Regions from separate parts of the Sus scrofa genome. Here region 2 is linked to region 1. The links are chromatin contacts, called in public HiChIP or PLAC-seq maps. All regions are on one chromosome and are shown on one strand. The core of a region is the stretch at or near the end of the contact, and the rest is flanking DNA. Distances in the headings are between cores, read along the strand shown.

Evidence for each region. HiChIP or PLAC-seq counts read pairs in DNA pulled down with a chosen protein or histone mark.
Region 2: an H3K27ac HiChIP or PLAC-seq map of alveolar macrophages shows a contact between it and region 1. The contact joins the promoter of C13H3orf38 here to the promoter of NSUN3 in region 1. A contact is called at or near these places in 2 of 5 promoter capture datasets (fetal liver and liver) and 1 of 2 datasets of contacts at active chromatin or transcription factors (alveolar macrophages).

What each region holds. Positions count from the first base shown.
Region 1 is chr13:165,821,699-165,824,724 of Sscrofa11.1, forward strand. It overlaps NSUN3 (tRNA (cytosine(34)-C(5))-methyltransferase, mitochondrial), which reads right to left and starts at 1,484. Exons shown (of 6, transcript XM_003358877.5): 1 at 1,351-1,484; 2 at 371-480. The coding sequence starts at 1,362. It overlaps LOC102166963 (a long non-coding RNA gene), which reads left to right and starts at 1,636. Exons shown (of 2, transcript XR_307201.3): 1 at 1,636-1,824.
Region 2 is chr13:167,802,166-167,805,271 of Sscrofa11.1, forward strand. It overlaps C13H3orf38, which reads right to left and starts at 1,621. Exons shown (of 4, transcript XR_002337963.1): 1 at 1,060-1,621.

The DNA of each region.
Region 1 (3,026 bases), core at 234-2,733:
TTTAAAGATGTGTTTCATTACCTTCTGAATTTCAGAAACTAGTCGTATATCCTCAAAAGTTTTAAGATTTTTCTGTTACAATATAATTAACTTTGTCAAACTGGTGGGGAGCCCTGTTTCAAAGATCAAAGCAATTACTCAAGACAAGGTCCTAACAAATCTTTGCTTACTATCACTTCAAGGCTTCTCTTCTCCCCTTTCTATCATCCTATGATTCAATCTATTTCTTCATCCTTCTTCCCTTCTGACCTCTCAGCAGGAAGTGGCAGCCAGGTTTAGATCCTTCATCTTTTATCTTCACAGTATCCCTCCCCAAGCAGGGTTTATTTCTTGTTCTAACATAAAGAGTCAAGAGATGAATAGTACTAACCTTACTGTATTCCAGGCATCTCCAAGTTCTCTGGAATATTGCTTTTCAAAATGATCCAAAACAACTTTGCAAATCTGTTTTGCAAGCTTCCTCTCTGATTTTGCTTTCAGCTATGATGATAAGAAAAGGTTGCTGACACACTCTGATAACACAAATTTACTGAACTTCAATATTAGCACAGTCTTTTTACTTAAGATAACACTTTTTTCCTGATAACTACCAGTTCTTACAACAGGAGCTGTAGCTCACATGTAACAAAATAGTATTGTGATACTCTAATCAATTACATTTCAATAAAACCTGTTTAAAAACTGAATTATGATACTCTACTTAGGAAAAAAAGGTTTCTCCCAATAATTACTGTGCAAATGTAAAGCAAAAATTAAATCAGAATGTTAACACAGAAATATCAAAAGAACAAATTTAATTTAAATAAGCCACTCCAACTGCTAACATTTGGGGAAATTGGGTGAAAAGTATATGGGAGGCCTGCATTATCTTTGCAATTTTTTGTAAATGTAAAATTATTCTAAAACAAATTTTATTGAGAATATTCATTCTAGTCTCCTGTGGAAACTTCTTTGCAATTCTATTTCATTTTCTAATCCAAGAAAAGTTTATCGATGGATAATATAGCAGACATCCTCCTAAGCTCCCAGGAAAGAGCAATGACAAAGGCTGTCTCAGCCCTCCAAGAGCATGCATTCTGCTCAAAGCTGAAGGAGGTGGATATTAAGTTTTGCAGGCTGGACTGCGAACATGTTATTTGAAGTGGAGGTGAGTCTTGGGAGAAAACGAAAAGGCCCGCGGGCACGCGTCCAAACACTCAGAACTATTCTAAGGCTTTACATTACAGCTAGAGAAACTCAGAGGTCACAAGGTTCCCCCCCGCCCCAAACCCAGCTCCCTCCCTCGCCACGTCGTCTGCCGGCGAAGTGTCTCGTTGAGTCAAAGGCACTCGGCTGGGTCCCAGTCCTCACCCGGGTCAACATCACCCCGTCAGGAAAGGTCAAATAAGAAGTCAATACCGCCCAGCCTGTAAAGCCTGCGCGGCACCTAAAACACAGCGTGTCTTCCGAACTTCTCCGGAATTCTCTTTCATCCCTCACTTTTCCGGTTTAACTTCTCGCGAGATACTGCTTTGCCCGAGTCATCGAAATCTCGCCAAAAGATCTAGGTCCCGCGAGAGGCAAACGAAAAGTTATTGCTGCCTCCAAAGGAAGCGGCGGTGCCTACCTACTCCCTGCGGCGAGCTTGAGCCCGTGGGCGGAGTCTTGGGTTGTCAGAAAGTCACGCCTCACGCTAAACGTCGCTCACAGCCCTCTGCTGATGTGCTCAGTGAAAGAATGGAAGTCTTCGTCACTTAGGTTTTTTGTGTGATCATTGTTTTAAGATGTTCTCAGAGGCTAGTTCCAGAGCTAATCTATCAAATCCGAAGACCTTTGTTAGCACAGGTATTCATAACTCAAGATAAAAGAACGGATATGATAAAAAAAATTGTTACTCATTTCCTAGAATTGGCCCATTGGCATAATCTCTCTTTTTCATTAATTTTTTAAAAATTAAACTGTAGTTGATTTAAAATGTTGTGCCATAATCTGTTTTAATGGGGAGCGTTAAAGGATTAAGTTGATTGAAATACACAGGTAAAGCGCTTAGCACAGAGACTAGAAAACAGTAAACGCCAAAATGTTAGCTGTTATTGTGTATTATTTTCACTTTCTTGATCTTCGTGATTATCATCAAGTTCTGATACGAAATACCTAACCACCAAAGTGTCCTTCCTTACACTCTAAACCCTACAAAATGACCCTCCTCACCACCTCTACTGAGAGAAGTGTTACTAGTTCTCAGGAAAGTATTACACCCATTCTTGATAGGAATAGCAATTTATTTGCTCCTTTAGTGTTATTCTTTAGTTGCTCCCTTGTAACAGTAGTCAGCAATTTATCAGAAAATCAGTGCTTAGTAGAATACCTAATACGAAGTAAGCATCATCTTTTTGAGGCCCTCGATGCTAAAAATATCAGTATCGGTGTATAACACAGGTGCAAATCTTAAGACCAAGTAAAATGATAAACGTCATTACCCCTAATGTGACTCGAAGTTTAATATATTTATTTAAACAAGTTCCCCAGTTATCTACTACTGAATTTAGATTTGATGCAAAAGAAAATATAATATTAAGAAGTGAGGTGATTAAATGCATTAGTTTGTTGTATGTTTAAAGAAAAATTATTAACTTTCAGCCTCTAAGAGATTTTATAAATTTATATTTTCTGTACTCATTATAGATTGTTGCATTTAAAGAATCAATATATTTGCAATGTAGACATACAAAAATGTTTAAGGAGGTAGTAGAAGTCAGATATACTATTTTTCCACAGGAAAGGGGATATGTTATGCTTGGAGAGAGGTTATATTAGTTTTGTTGTATTGTGACTTCTTTAGCATATTCCTGTTTTCTAATTTTTTAATAAACTAATGCTTATTGAAGAAAAATATTTTAAGCATATGGGCATGAAAATCATGCACAATACCACTAGAAATAACCACTATTAATGTTTCGGTGTATTTCTCTAATTTTATTCATTTTCAAGGTTGATCAAAGTATGTATAATGTATCCTCTATTTATAACCATTTTCTTATATTAAA
Region 2 (3,106 bases), core at 371-2,870, 2.0 Mb after region 1:
TCATTTAACATTTTTGTACTGGGTAGTTTCGTTTCTTCTTGTTTGCTTTTAGAACCACCATCAATTAAATGCAGCATTTTTATAGACTATGATTTTAAATTCACATTCACTAAATTATTAGAAGGTGATTATGTAAGTGCTAAAGAACTACTTTAAGCCTAAAATTATTTTCGGTCTGAGTTATTAGAAATTTATTCGTTTCATGTTCATAGTTCACTTTCAAATGAATGACCTTATTAAATGGCGAAAATGTAAAAGCGACTTAAAAGCAGAAAAAGTTTTAAAAGGCAAGTCTTTTGTAGATACTTAAGTCATACGCTAGTATGAGTCGGAAATTTACACATTTTAAAGTAAAACTCAGCAAATTTAAAATAAAACTAGCTAGGTAATATACAAGATGATACAATTAAACTACTCATTGAATTTTTATATGGGTTAGTTAATCCATGAAACAAACCTACTCTACTGAAATGTTTATTTGGCTCTGAAAGTAATTCAGTCCTAGTTCACAGAATTATCTCAGAAAAAACTGGATCCAAAAGGAGACATGGCTTCAAACTATCTGCTCTTTTACAACAGTGATTTTACGTAGCAGACTGATACAAAGTGTTTATGGTATCTTCTCCCAAGCACGTAGAAAAAAATTGGCAACAGCTGACACTCCTAAACGAAACTGAAAAAGGAAACACCGTGACTCAACTGAAATCTTTACCAAAAAAAAAAAAAAAAAAAAAATCACTATTCACGAACTTTGAATTCTCGAAACAAGCAGCATTTGCCCCATAACATTTAATGATTAAAACCTGGAAGCTGCGTCGTTTTCAGCGCCTCCACTTCCCCCACGGCCTAGGCGCGGCGGGACCACCCCAGGCTGCACCGTGGTTCCAAAGACACAGAGCAGCGCGGTGGCCTTGATTCCCCTAAGGTTCCGCACCAGCGCGATCCCGGGCGGGCTGCAGGCAAGGCCCGGGAGGGCCTGCACTCACACGTTCCCGCAAGCTAGGGACCGGGGAGGCGTGGGAAGGGCCGGCCGCCTCGGGGAGTAGGGTCTACCCTTACCTTGGCGGTCTTCAGGCTGCACTAGGCGGTTGGTGATGGTGTCACATAGGGCCAGGATTTCGTCGTTGTTCAGCAGGCCGAGCAGGTTACGACAGCCCTCCATCTCTGCATGACTAAGCCCGGACATCTCGACCCCCAGGAAGAGGGGGGTGGAGAAGACGACGCCAAGAACGTCGCTTCCCTCAGGCCCACCGGGCCAGCGCCTAGGCAACAGATACCGGAAGTGTCTTTCCTTAAGTTCGCCGCCAAAGGGCCTCGGGTATTCCAGGCCCGTGGGCGGAAGTGATCGTCAGTGAGGGCGATCAGGAAACGCCGTGCTCCAACCTGTTGTTCCGGGCTGGCTGGGACTAAGTGCATTCCCAGGGACTTCACTTTAAGGAAGCACCGCGTTTACACCAGGGACACTGACCTTCCACAAAGGAAAACGAATCTCTGAGCTCTTCAAGAGACCCTCCTCCAGAAGAGCGCCTGGCAGAGCTACGCAGGTGCGTGGAAAGCGAACGGCGGCCCCGCGCACGGCGAACTCCCGTCATTCCGCTGGGCCGCCCAGTGAAGGCAACTCCTCCCCTCCCGCAGGCCCAGCCCCTCGGAGCACTTGAAAGTTCTCCGCAGCCACTTCTGAGTTGGGTGGACCTATAGTTTCATATTCTAAAATTACATAGTTCTGTGTTAAAATAATTTGTTTTGAAAAACATTATACTTGGAAGATTTAAGGGAAACGTCATCTGTCATTTGCCACTTCTGCCTGCCTTCCAGCTGACTTTCCAAAATGCTGGGCTCGTCTGTGGCTTCCCTTCTAATCCTCGGGAGCTTGACTTTAGTGTAAGGTTGGGAACACTGGACGTCAGACTGCCAGGGTTTTATTCCGTCATTTACTGTGACTGTAAGCAAGCTCTTTGGTCCCCCAGTTTTCTGTCTGGAAGTGGATCTAGTAGAGATACCTACTTCATAGCGTTGTTGCTGCGGGGGCGGGAGGGGGGGCGAAGAACTGTGCCTGGTGCCGGGGAAGAGACCAGTATATATTAGCTCTTGCTATTACTGCTAACTAGTATGACAGCCAGCCACATTCATGAGAGGGGAACTTAAGACACATTGTCACTTGGTTCTGTCTCCTTCGATTGTTTTAGCTATATTTTAGATTTAACATTTAATTAGATTATTGCCAGTTAATAGGCGAAATGTACACATCTGCAGATCCAGGTGAGCAAGTTTAACTTTTTTTATTAATATCACAGCTAAATACCAGTAACAAAATACACTGTAAATACAGTCTTTAAGTTTTCAAAACATGGTTAAACTAACTTACTGATATCTTCTCTACCCACTTAATTTTTCTGTTTAGCATTTATACTGTGTTTTTGGCCCCCTGGTAGAATATGAATTCTGTGAGCCAGGCGTTTTTATCTTCTTTTTTCATTGCCTATTACAAAGCCTGGCTCATAGTAAACATGCAATAAAATATTTGAATAAACGAGTGAATTAAGGCCATTGGAGGATTTTAAACTGAGGAATAGCATGATCTGACTTGTTTCAAACTGGATCATTTTAATTGCTGGTGTTCACAACAGACTGCCAGAGGGCAGAGAACCCAACTAGAAGACTAATACAGTAGCCTAGGTGAGAGTGGAGGATGTGACAAGTTAGGGATTATCGCAAGGCTTTGGTTTGAGCAACTGGAGTGGATATTTACTGAGAGAAGAAAGACTGGGGGAAATAGGTTTCAATAGAGAAATCAGGAATTATCAAGAGAGATTAGGCTTTCTGAAGAGTGTGGTGATGCCCAGAAAGATTAAGCAAAGAATGAGGAGTGGGGCAGAAAAAGAATTACAGGTAAGAGAGAGCAGTAGTGAAAAAATGCATGGAATAAAACTGTGAGGCTATTTTTGGCTGGAGCCAAGGATAGTACAGGAGCCATAACATGAAGAGAAATTTAGTAACATCATGACAGAAAGGGCTCAGTATCAGGCCCCTCATGGATTTAATTTTTTTTTTTTTTTTTTTTTTTTGTCTTTTGTCTTTTTGTTGTTGTTGCTATTTCTTGGTCGCT